2 separate regions of the Mus musculus genome follow, and region 2 is linked to region 1. A link is a contact called in public promoter capture Hi-C data. All regions are on one chromosome and are shown on one strand. The core of a region is the stretch at or near the end of the contact, and the rest is flanking DNA. Distances in the headings are between cores, read along the strand shown.

What was found. Promoter capture Hi-C pulls out the DNA fragments that hold promoters and counts their contacts.
Region 2: a promoter capture Hi-C map of hippocampal neurons shows a contact between it and region 1, with 2.5 times the contacts expected there. The contact joins the enhancer-like site here to the promoter of Fam53b in region 1. A contact is called at or near these places in 13 of 39 promoter capture datasets (the 3T3-L1 cell line, the C10 cell line, the HPC-7 cell line and 6 more), 8 of 484 Hi-C or Micro-C datasets (DN2 thymocytes, bone marrow-derived macrophages, embryonic fibroblasts and 4 more), 16 of 115 datasets of contacts at active chromatin or transcription factors (the SCID.adh cell line, T-cell acute lymphoblastic leukemia, VIP interneurons and 13 more) and 5 of 9 other capture datasets (adipose tissue, embryonic stem cells, liver and 2 more).

The regions. Positions count from the first base shown.
Region 1 is chr7:132,810,373-132,815,738 of GRCm38.p6, forward strand. It overlaps Fam53b (family with sequence similarity 53, member B), which reads right to left and starts at 3,476. Exons shown (of 5, transcript NM_001381858.1): 1 at 3,209-3,476.
Region 2 is chr7:132,629,380-132,634,771 of GRCm38.p6, forward strand. It overlaps Lhpp (phospholysine phosphohistidine inorganic pyrophosphate phosphatase), which reads left to right. Exons shown (of 7, transcript NM_029609.1): 2 at 1,103-1,290; 3 at 4,622-4,775. Among named protein-coding and RNA genes, the nearest start is that of Lhpp, 21 kb to the left of the region's middle. Within about 2 kb of position 2,137, at least 32 of the 459 cell types and tissues checked have an H3K27ac peak or open chromatin away from gene starts, as enhancers often do. A contact at or near this core is called in VIP interneurons, forebrain, hippocampal neurons and 1 more, where this site is marked.

The sequences.
Region 1 (5,366 bases), core at 2,226-4,725:
CACTCCTCCAGGACAATGTTTATGAAGGAGAGCACTCAGCACTTCTGGCAGGACCCAAGTCCCTGGGCCATTCTGTCTCACACAGTGGAGGGCAGGGCAGCAGCTGGACGGAGAGAGAAGAGGAGGAACAGAGCCCAGCAGAGCTAAGCAGCGCTGAGCCCAGCTAGACCCAGCCATGTGCTTCGCGTTGGCAACAAACTGGCTCTTTTGAGAGAGGAGGAGTCTGACAAAAAGGACAGCTGCAGCAGTCCCGACAGAGAGGCAGTAACCTGGAGAGAGAGCCCTGAGATTGGGGCTATCCCCTAAGTCAAAGCAAAAAACAAACCACCTTTGGGGTTCGCAGAACTACTTAATCTATTAACACCCCCTCCCCTCATCTCAAGAGCAATTAAACAGGGTCTGTCCACATCTGGTTCCCATCTAAAACCAAAACTTGTACTATCAGCATATTACATAACAAATTATGCCTGCAGGTTTCTTTTATTACACATCAGAGAGGTGTGCACAGTGGTGGCGGTTGTGCTGACCTGAGTGTTTACTTCAGTGGGTTTTTTTTTTCCCCTCTTATGGGTACAAACAAGTTTTCCAGACTGTGCATGATTTAACCCTAGAAAGTCTCATGCCTGAATGACACTTCAGCTGGGACAGAGGACCCAGCCCTCAACCCTCAGTGCCAGCTGAAGAGGAGTGGCTGGGAAGGGTGTGCATTTTAAAGAGCTCTGCAGGCACCAGATTGCTCCACAGTGCCCCCTGCTGACAGCATTTAGACACAGCTCTCTCCTGGAGGAGGAGGAGAGCTAGCTTTGGCTGAGCTCCCATCATGGGTCAAGCACCAGCTCAAGGAACTCACTTAAAACAAACCAGCTACTATGGAACTACAGGATGGGGATGCTAGGGGGTACCAACTAACAAGGAGCAAAAGAAAGGTGAGGAGGGAGGGACAGAGGAAGAGAGGGTGGGAGAGAGGGGACGGTTAGGAGAGAGAGAAGGAAAGGGGGTGGGGGAGCAGGTGAGCACCCAGGAAGGGCTTCCTGTAAAATGTCAGTTGAGTGACTCCTCTATGAAGACCTTGAAGTATCTATCTAAAACTCTTTCCATAACATACCTACTACACTGGAAACAAAGGGAGAGAAGCTGATTAGAATCATTATCAACCAAAACAGTGAACTTATCCTGCCTTCAACAACCTTAGAGTCCAAGGTCTGCAGCCAGCCTTTCCAGAATGCTTGCTTTGATGTTAAAATGAACGCACATCACACTCTTGTGGTGTGTGCGGGGGGGGGGGGGGGGGGGGAGGGGTAGGGGGTGGGTAGGCGCAAGTCCTTGACCAGAGCTATTCTGAACTGGTCTCAAGAGCATCTTGTTCCCGATGTGGACACTTGGAAGAAAACCGCAGGCATTCCCCAAGCCTCTTAGATTTCTTGACTACCACAGGGTCCAGAAACTGGATCCGCACACCCCCTGAGTCTACAACTACAGTTACTAACCTTAATACTCAACCCTTCTTTCACTAAAGGGGGCCTATCACCTGGAACAAGTTTTCTGCTAATCTAGCGCACAGCAAAGGGGGAAGGGGAATCTACAGACCTTCAACTCACTGTCAGAACTGTAACTGAGATAAGTCCCTGCTAAGTGGAAAAATTAAAATGAAACCAAAACTTGGTGGCCCAGTCAAGATCGTGAGTTGCACGGGTGCGCAGACTCCATTCTTTCCCCAGAGCCTCAAATCAAGTCATATCGTTCAAAACGGGAGTCCAGGATTCAGCAAGGAGGGCTTCCCCCCTTCCAGGCGTGGGGACTGCTGGGAACACATATGCTAGCATGTCATTTGGAGGTCTGCTAATATGCTGAAGGAGCCCAAGACATTTTGCCTGGCTTCCTGGGCCAACAAACAATGTCATTCCAACTCTTGAAGCAGTCAACAGAAAACAGTCCCTTTCTCCACCGTCCAATAATTCAACAAACATTTGTTCCTGTTGAACCACCACCAGCCTAGCTCCATCTGTACCAACTCCTGCGAGACAAGTACCGAGGCGGCAGAGGCGGCAGCGGCAGCACAAATGGGGCCAGGACCTGAATGCAACCCACGACGGGGGCCACTTTCCCAACACCAGAGTCCCAATTTTACCGTATGGAAAACTCAAGAGTGTGGCCTATAGGAGGCAGAATCCCATTCACCAAATGCTGCAAAGAGCTTTTCTTTGTTCGCCATGGTACTAAGTACAGTACGTGTTAACGAACCCGGCGGTCAGGAGCATCAGGGGGCGTCCAAAGGCGAGGGTCCAGAACAAGCCTGCCCACGCAATTCCAGGCCCTTGTCCCACTCACCCGCAAGCACTGTTCCCCTAGTCTGAGGGTAGAAGAGGAGCTTGTGTATGTGGGGGCGGGAGGGGGGGTCGAGAAAACACTTGGGTCAACTCAAATCACCCTCTTCGGATTCTGGGTTTCCAAGTCTCTTTGGTCCCGGTTCCACCAAGTGAAACCCCTAGCTGGCAACCTGACTCCCACCGGCTAGCAAACCAAGGATTGGCAGAAAGAAAAAAAAAAAAATGTGACTAGGCTAGTATCCTGTGACGGACGGCCCTCTTCGCCATGTGCAAAAACCACGCCGGCACAGGCGACCCCCCACTCCTCAAGCCCTGGCCTCGGCCACGCCGCCTGCTTCCCCCTCCCTAGGCAGAGCGCCCTCTCACCCCCATCGACACCGCGCGGGTCAGTCGTGTAGCCTTGGAGTCGTCCCTGCGCGCCCGCATCCCAGGGGTGGCGGGTGTAAACTTCCGTGAACAAAAGAGTTGTCTGCAAACGATGCGGAACTTCGGGGCTCAGCGCCTTCGCTGCTGCCACAAGCCAGGGCTCAAGTTGAGCCTCAAAGGAGGAGGCTGCTCGGGACGCAGCCGTCTCCGCGGCCGTCCGCTGGGTCGGCGGAGCGCAGACTTTTCGGCAGCGCTAGGTTTGCTCGTCCCCCGCCAGCGCGCTGACAAGTCTCACGCCTGCACCAGGGCGAGCAAGAGTCGGCGCCGGTAGAAACCACCGGATCCGCCGTATAACAAGGAGACAGGGAGAAAGAAAGCCAGCAGCATTAAGGAAGGAAAGAGCGAGCGCAGCGCACGCGAGCCCAACTTCCCCCGCCGCCGCCGCCGCCGGGGAGCTCGCACCGACCCCACTCCGGACCAGCCCCCTGGCGCGGTTGCCCGGCCGGGTCGCTTACTGTGCGCGCCGGACGCGGGCCGTCACTGCAAGCGCTCGCCAAGTCGTCCGGGCTGCACGCCCGCGTCCGCCGTGCGCACGCTCTCCGGCCGGCGCCGAGCGCTTTGTACCGAGCGACTCCCGGGGAGGAGGAAATCGACTTGTCACTTCCTGAACTGTTTGCAACTCGTCCCTTTAACCGACCTCGGCCAGGCCGCCAATGCCCACTGCTGCCGCCGGGCAGCTCGACCGCGGCTGCGTGAACTCGGTGGCGCTGTGCGGGCGGCGTCGCGGCCGGGGCGCCCGGCGTGCCGCTACGAGGTGCAGTGCGCGCAGCCGCCGGTGGGCGGGGAGAGGGGGGGGGGTCCACGGCGCGCCTCCGTCAGTGTGGCCGGGTGTCCAGTGAACCCGCACCACGCACCTCTCACGCCTGGATGCCGGGGCTCAGGGAAGTAGCACCGCACAAGTCAGGATTGAAACTCAGGCCTCGTGGGCTTCAGATGGCCAGCTTCCGGGTTTGGCTTAGCAGTTTAAAAGAATCTGTGGCGAACAAGACCGCAAAGGGAGGTGGCACGGACTCTGGTGCGGTCACACTTTAGGATAATAAAGCACTGTTCCTGACTCTGGGTGCAATCGAATTTGAGGAATTTGTACTTCAGATGCCACATCCAAAATACATGCAACTGGGGAAGGAAGGATTTGCGGTTGCTAAGCAGAGGCAGGGCATGTTTAGTTCTGTAACTTAGGATGTTGACTCAAGTGCAGGAATGTAACCCTGATAGAATAAGCAGAGTATTTTCATTGTGCAGCTCACCTGGGGGGGGAGGGGATAACGTTCCTTGTGAAATGAAGTCCTAGATTTCCCATCACTCCTTCCTGCTGATGTGTGTTATTAACCTTATCCAAAAAGATTTTTAAGAGTTTTTTTTAAGACTCTATGCCTGTTTTGCGTTCCCCTTTGCCAAAAAAACAAAACACCTCATTACTTTACATGGATTGTGTCTGCACCGTTTGAATGGTTCTATTCATAAATCAGGAAACTTTTTCTGTTGCTTCGAGGAACATTTAATTGGTTTTAATCCAATGTTGCAATCCTAGTATCAAACATAAATGAACAATTAACTTTTTGAGTTTGTGTGCACTTGGGAAACTATTAGATTTCATGGCTATTGCTGAAATATTTCAGTTTGTGACCACACTGGACCTATTCTTTTCAGAAAGGCATAAGCTAACATATTTCACACTAACTACAGCTCATTTCAGAGACTCTGCCATAAGATGAAGATGCTCATCAGAAGGAAGGATGTGTGTTCACCTCAGAGAGATGATTCGAACATAATCAAATCACTCTAAGAAGGCCAAGTGTGCTAATACACAGACTACAAAGATGCTAATATCCATAATACATTACTTCCTTTTAAGAAACATGTTAAGGGCTATGTTTTTTTTTTTTTTAAAGGAATAAGAACCACATGTTCTGTCAAAAGAAGGCAGGCACATGGGCAAAGCAGAGGCTACTATAATACACTTACGGTCACTTCCCAAAAGCCACCTGATCACAGCACTACCACCTTAGCCTCCAAGCTCTGTAAGAATAGAATTTAATGCACTTAGCTTTTTTTATTGGGAGGCCTAGAGTGACTCCTGCTGGCAAACATTCCATTTATCCCTGCAATTACTAGTTCATCAGGTCAACTTAAAAAAATCAAGATGCCAGGGGTCCTAAGCCTGGAAACAATTATCGCAGCCATTACTCTTGTTGCTTTCAGAACCATGTTAGTCTCATGAAATTCCACGGATGGGGGTCACGGGAGCTCCTCTGCGCCAACACCTCAGTTCCAACCCTAAACAGCCTGTTTTTCTGGTTCTTAGCCTTTCTTGACCTTGCCTAGGACTAAAATCCCTCCTTAAGGAGCTGGGTAACCAACGGAGTTGTCTAAGTCTGAATCTTCAAGACTAAAAAGACACACACACATTAAGGCTTTTGCCAGTCTTCCATACACGTCATCACATCTTGGTTTCTTAATGCTAAATGTGATGGCTCTTTATTATAAAAAGTCCTGTCCATTAGGTTGCTGTATTAAAGTTCTGTTTACTTCAGGACAGACACAAACCCAGTCAACTGCATGTAAGATTAGGTAAGCAGCAGCTGGGAAGAGGAAGCTCTGTCTAGTCTTTAT
Region 2 (5,392 bases), core at 887-3,386, 180 kb before region 1:
CTTTCTTTCTTTCTTTCTTTCTTTCTGAGATAGGGTTTCTCTGTGTAGCCCTGGCTGTCCTGGAACTCACTTTGTAGACCAGGCTGGCCTCCAACTCAGAAATCTGCCTGCCTTTGCCTCCCGAGTGCTGGGATTAAAAGTGTGCGCCACCACGCCCGGCTCAGACTATTTTTCTATGCTAGACTGGCTACTTCCTAGCTGTGTCCCCTAGGTTCCTTGCTGTTTGTGTCTCACCCAGGTTGTTTCTACTCCCTCAGTCGTCAGAATGGCCTTCTCTCAGCTCAGCTCCTGGTTCATCATGTCTAGTGGAGACCTCCTACTCTCTTCATCTTCTTTCTTCTTCTTTCTCCTGTTCTTTCTCTCCTTGCAACCTGCAGCCTGGTAAGCGAGGCCACGCCTACCTGTATTCTTTCGCAGTAATTGTCTGTAATCACTTTTATTTAACCAAAAACTTTACATTGGGGTTTATACAACAAGGGCAGGCCTGGGGACAACTAGATCTTGGGGTTCAGAATTTAGCATTTGCATACACAGCGTCAGACCAACCCTCAACAGCTCTTGGCTTTCAGTGCATCTCAGTTTTATGGAGCCTAGATGCTGGGTTTGTGCAGAGTGGGGTTCTCTGATTATTGATGTTAGCCAGAAGTCAAACCTCAGCTTGGTACCTCTGCCTTGCCCCGTTGAAGAAGTATGGATCCAGAGTTAGTAACTCGTAGACGTGGGGAATGCAAGCACCGTGGAATGAGAAACGTGTGTGTGGTCTGGAGTGCCAGATAAATGTGGCCCGGGTGGAAAGGTGACATGTCTGCAGTGGGGTTGGGATGAAGTGTTCCAAGCAGAGGTAGGGAGACCTTGGGAAGTCTCATCTGACTCACATCATGTGAGGATAGACAAGCCATTTGGAGATGTGGTCTGCCAGCATTTTCTGTGTCAAGTAGTGGTCTATTCCAGCTGTGAAATCCTAGGCTGAACACATCTGTGTCTGTCTGGTACACACTGCTTCTTAACCAGCTGCCCTTGCAAAAGTCCCTCTCTGGTCTCTCCTCAGGAGGCAATGTTCTTCTGTGCTGAACACATTCTCGTTTGTGTTTTCCTGTCCTAGACTGAAACAGTCCCCGCTGAAAGTGAGGTTCTGTACCAATGAGTCCCAGAAATCCCTGAGAGAGCTGGTGGGGGTGCTTCAGCAGCTGGGGTTTGACATCTCAGAAGAAGAGGTGACTGCCCCTGCACCAGCCACCTGCCAGATCCTGAAGGAGCGAGGCCTGCGGCCACACTTGCTTATCCATGAAGGTAGGCCTGCCTTGGGCTTGACTTTTGAGGTAAAGCCTGAGGAGAAGGCTTGCATGCACGCACACATGCACACATGCACACATGCACACATGCACACATGCACACACACGCCCCTTGGGCCAAACCATGAGAAACACATGCACAGCAAGCCTGACTTCTTCCGTGACACTTGTGAGTTTTCAGAATTCTTGAGGCTTCCTGCTGGGGGATGGGGGAGAGGTAAGATCAGGCCTCAACTTTAACCTCCAGCCTCAAGGCTAGCTTCAGGATGCTCCTTAGAGGAAAGCCTGAGTGGTGTTCTTCGATCTAGGCAAGAGGTCAGGGATTCACCTAAGGGATTATTGAGAGAGGAAAGGAGGAAGGAAGGGCGCGGGGTGAATATGAAGGTATGCAAATCAAGCTTGCAGTTCATAGCTTTCCAGAAACTGCCACCCACAGCCTTGAGCTGCCTCAGTGATAGCTGGTCCTGCTGTTTGGTGAAATCTGCAGATGGCTTTGGAGCAAGGTCTGAAGCCAGATGATTTTGGTCAGAATGCAAGACCAGAGATCCTTGAGCCCTCAGTGGGGAGCTTTTGTGGAACAAAGCAGAGGGAGAGGTTTTCTTGAGGTCACTTTTTTGTCTTCCTTCCTTCCTTCTTTCCTTCCTTCCTTCCTCCCTTCCTTCCTTCCTTCTTTTTTTCCTTTCCTCCGTCAATACCGGTTTCATTTTGACAAATCTCTGGGCAGGGTACTCATCTGAGGAGGAGAGCGCTCTCTGGAAGGCTGGAGGGTGGAACCATTGCCCTGGCATGGTCATGCTCGCTCAGCCTTTAGAAATCATCTTGCTCACATCCTTTGTCTGTAGTTAGGAGCGCTGCCAGGGTTGCTAGGCATGTACGAGGAGTAGAGGAATTGGGGCAAATGCAGCATTGGCTCAGAGGTGGTGCTAACCAAGGAATCCAGCCGCCATAACAGAGCTGGGGGCGCGTGCTGCTGCCGTGCCCGTGTTTTCAGGAAACACCTGGTTTTAGGCTTTGATTTTCTCTGGGTTTTATTACTGATGTTTTCTTCCTAATACTTTACTATGAAAATATTCAAATATATAACCAACCTCAAAAACATTTACTTTGGGGGCTGGTATGGAGATGACTCAGTCAGTAAAATACCTGCTACACAGGCACTAGGAGTTGAGTTTGATCCTCAACAGCTGTGTGTAAAGCTGGGCACAGCGGTGTACCCCTATAATCCAAGAATTGAGACATGAAGATCCCTGGGGCTTGCTGGCTATCAGTCTGGCCCAATTAGCACGCTTCAGGCTCAGTAAGATATATCAGCAGACAAGGTGGAGAGCCGTTGAGGAAGACGCCCAATATTGTCCTAACCTCCACAAGCATGCACACACGTGCACACGCACAATTAAAATATTTTTCCCACCTCCTGGACATAGAGAAAGATATTCCATAGTGTTTTCTTAGCTCTGTGTCCATTCGTGCCTCTATCTGTCTGTTAGTTTTACTTTTGCGTCACTCCCCAGTGGATGTTGGTACCGTCCTCAGCATTTCATAGAGCTCAGTATGTGGTCAGTTTGCTTTCTGCTGATGTAAGATTTTACATGCAGTGAGAAGCTCAGAGCTCTCTTACACTTTTTGTTTGTTTGTTTATTTTTCTAAGAGAAGGTTTCTCTGTGTATCTTTGGCTGTCCTGGAACTTAGTCTGTAGCCCAGGCTTGCCTCCAACTCACAGAGATCCTCTTGCCTCTGCCTCTACCTCTCGAGTGCTGGGATTAAAGGTGTGGGCCTGGGCTTGGCTCTCTACTGCTCTTTCGCTGGCCTTAATTTTCATGCCCCTAGAATCCCACAGCCCCTAGAGAGCTCCAATATTATCACCCTGAAGCTTCCTGCACGCCCTTCAGTCAGTCTCCAGCCCTGCCCCCTTAGTGACAGTCATTAGTGATAATGTAAATAAATGTACCTATTTAGGATTTCATACCAATAGAGCATACCAATGTATAATTGATCCAGGGACCCCAAAGACCACTTTAGGTCTCATTGGTTCCCTGGAAGGGCTCCCAAAACTTAGAGAGACATTGGAATCCTTGGAATCAAAGTTGGGTACAGTGAAAGACCACAGCTCAGCTCAAGAAGGGAGGAGCTGCTCGGGGTAAAGGGCAGGAAAAGCCAGGAGTGATATCCCAGTTGTCCCTATGCTGGATGTGTTCCACTGACTCAGCAGTGAAGTGTGACACTGCAGGTTGGTAACAGGGATGCTGGAGGGAGCTTTGGTGCCTACACTCTTCTGAGAAGGGCTGGTTGGTCATCTAAATACACAGTCCTCATGTGACTGGCCTTAGGGACTCCATCTCCAGCCACACACTTCACTCAAGATCACACTGGCCCAGTATGATTCAGTTGGTCAGGAGCGAAAACCCCTCCTATCAAACAGGATTTTGTAGGGTCTACAGGGTCCTCCCTAGAGCTGTTGGGGGGGGGGCCTGTCTTAAGGTAGGCCTTTCTCTGGAGTGTACAACCCTGCTGAGTTAATCCCCTCCTTCACAGAAAGTCTGTGTAAAGCTCCTCTTGTTAGCCTAGAGGCTCATCATAGTGTTACCCGTGCCACTGTGCTCTTGCTCTTAGCCATGTAGGGAACATACCACAGTATATTTATGCCTGGATATTTCCCAGCTTCAGGTCTGTCCTAGGGTTTCTGTTGCTGTAAAGAGACACTATGACCATGGCCTTTTTTCTTTCCTTCTTTCCTTCCTTCCTTCCTTCCTTCCTTTCATTCATTCATTCATTCATTCTTTTGTCTTTCTTTCTTTTTGAGACAGGGTTTCTTTGTATAACCCTGACTGTCCTGGAACTTACTCTGTAGACCAGGCTGGCTTTGAACTCTCTGAGATTTGCCTGCCTCTGCCTCTGAGATTCAAGGCGTGTGCCACTGCTTATAAAGGAAAACATTTCATTGAGGCCGGTTTACAGTTTAGAGGTTTGGTCCTTTATTGTCATGGTGGGAAGCATGGTGGCACAGAGGCAGACATGGTGCTGGAAGAGACAGCTGAGGGAGCTACATCTGGATCTACAGGCAGCAGGAAGAGAGTGACATTGGGCCTGACTTGAGTATTTATAGCCCATCCCAAGTGACACCCTTTCTCCAACAAGGCCACACTTACTCCAGCAAGGCCACACCTCCTAATAGTGACACTGCCTATGAGCCTGTGGGGACCATTTTCATTTAAACTGTCACAAGGCTGTTCTGAAATACATTTTCTGCCAGGCAGACCTGGCAGAGGAAGGAGCTGGGAGTAGGCCTCATGCTGAGCTTGAGGTTCTGTCCGTCTCTCTTGTCTTTCCAGGAGTCCGCTCAGAATTTGATGACATCGATATGTCCAACCCAAACTGTGTGGTGATTGCGGATGCTGGGGAGGCCTTTTCCTATCAGAACATGAACAGAGCCTTCCAGGTGCTAATGGAGCTGGAAAACCCCGTGCTCATATCCCTGGGAAAAGGGTGAGTCGGCAGCAGAGGGAGTGTGCGGGCAGCTCTGCCCTGTGCCTTGTGTTCTCTGTGCTGGGGCCGCGTAGAGACAGCTTCAGACAGGGCTTGGGAGTGAGCACAGGGGCTCTCCTTCCTCCCTCGCCTTTTCTCCCCATTCTTCCTTTTTTTCCCCCTTTAATTATCTTTCCAGAGCTGTCTGACCAAGTTTCTGTATGAATCTTGGACCAGGAGAGGGATGGGGGCTTCAGCCCTGAGGAAACCTCAAAGGCCAGGTGTCGGCTGTCCAAAGTTTATGGTAAAGGAAGCAAAGGCCCCCTAGCACAGGACGTAGCACAGGGTGATCAGTAATGGTTCCTAGGGATACTTGATATAGAAATAGGTGGACTTGGGTCTGGGAGGATGCTCTAGGCTGGGGGCTGGGGGCTGGGTGCCTTCTTTATAGAGTTGGGATTTGGTCCCCATCCTTTGGCCGTGCTTTTACACCTGAACACCATACCAGTCAGCTTTGTCACTCCAGCGATACCAGAGGTAAACAGAGGAGAGGGAGGCTCACAATCTCAGAGGCTTCATGGTGCCTTGCTTTGGGCCTGTGGTGAGGGTGGCTTTCATGGTAGGAGATGAGTCCAGCT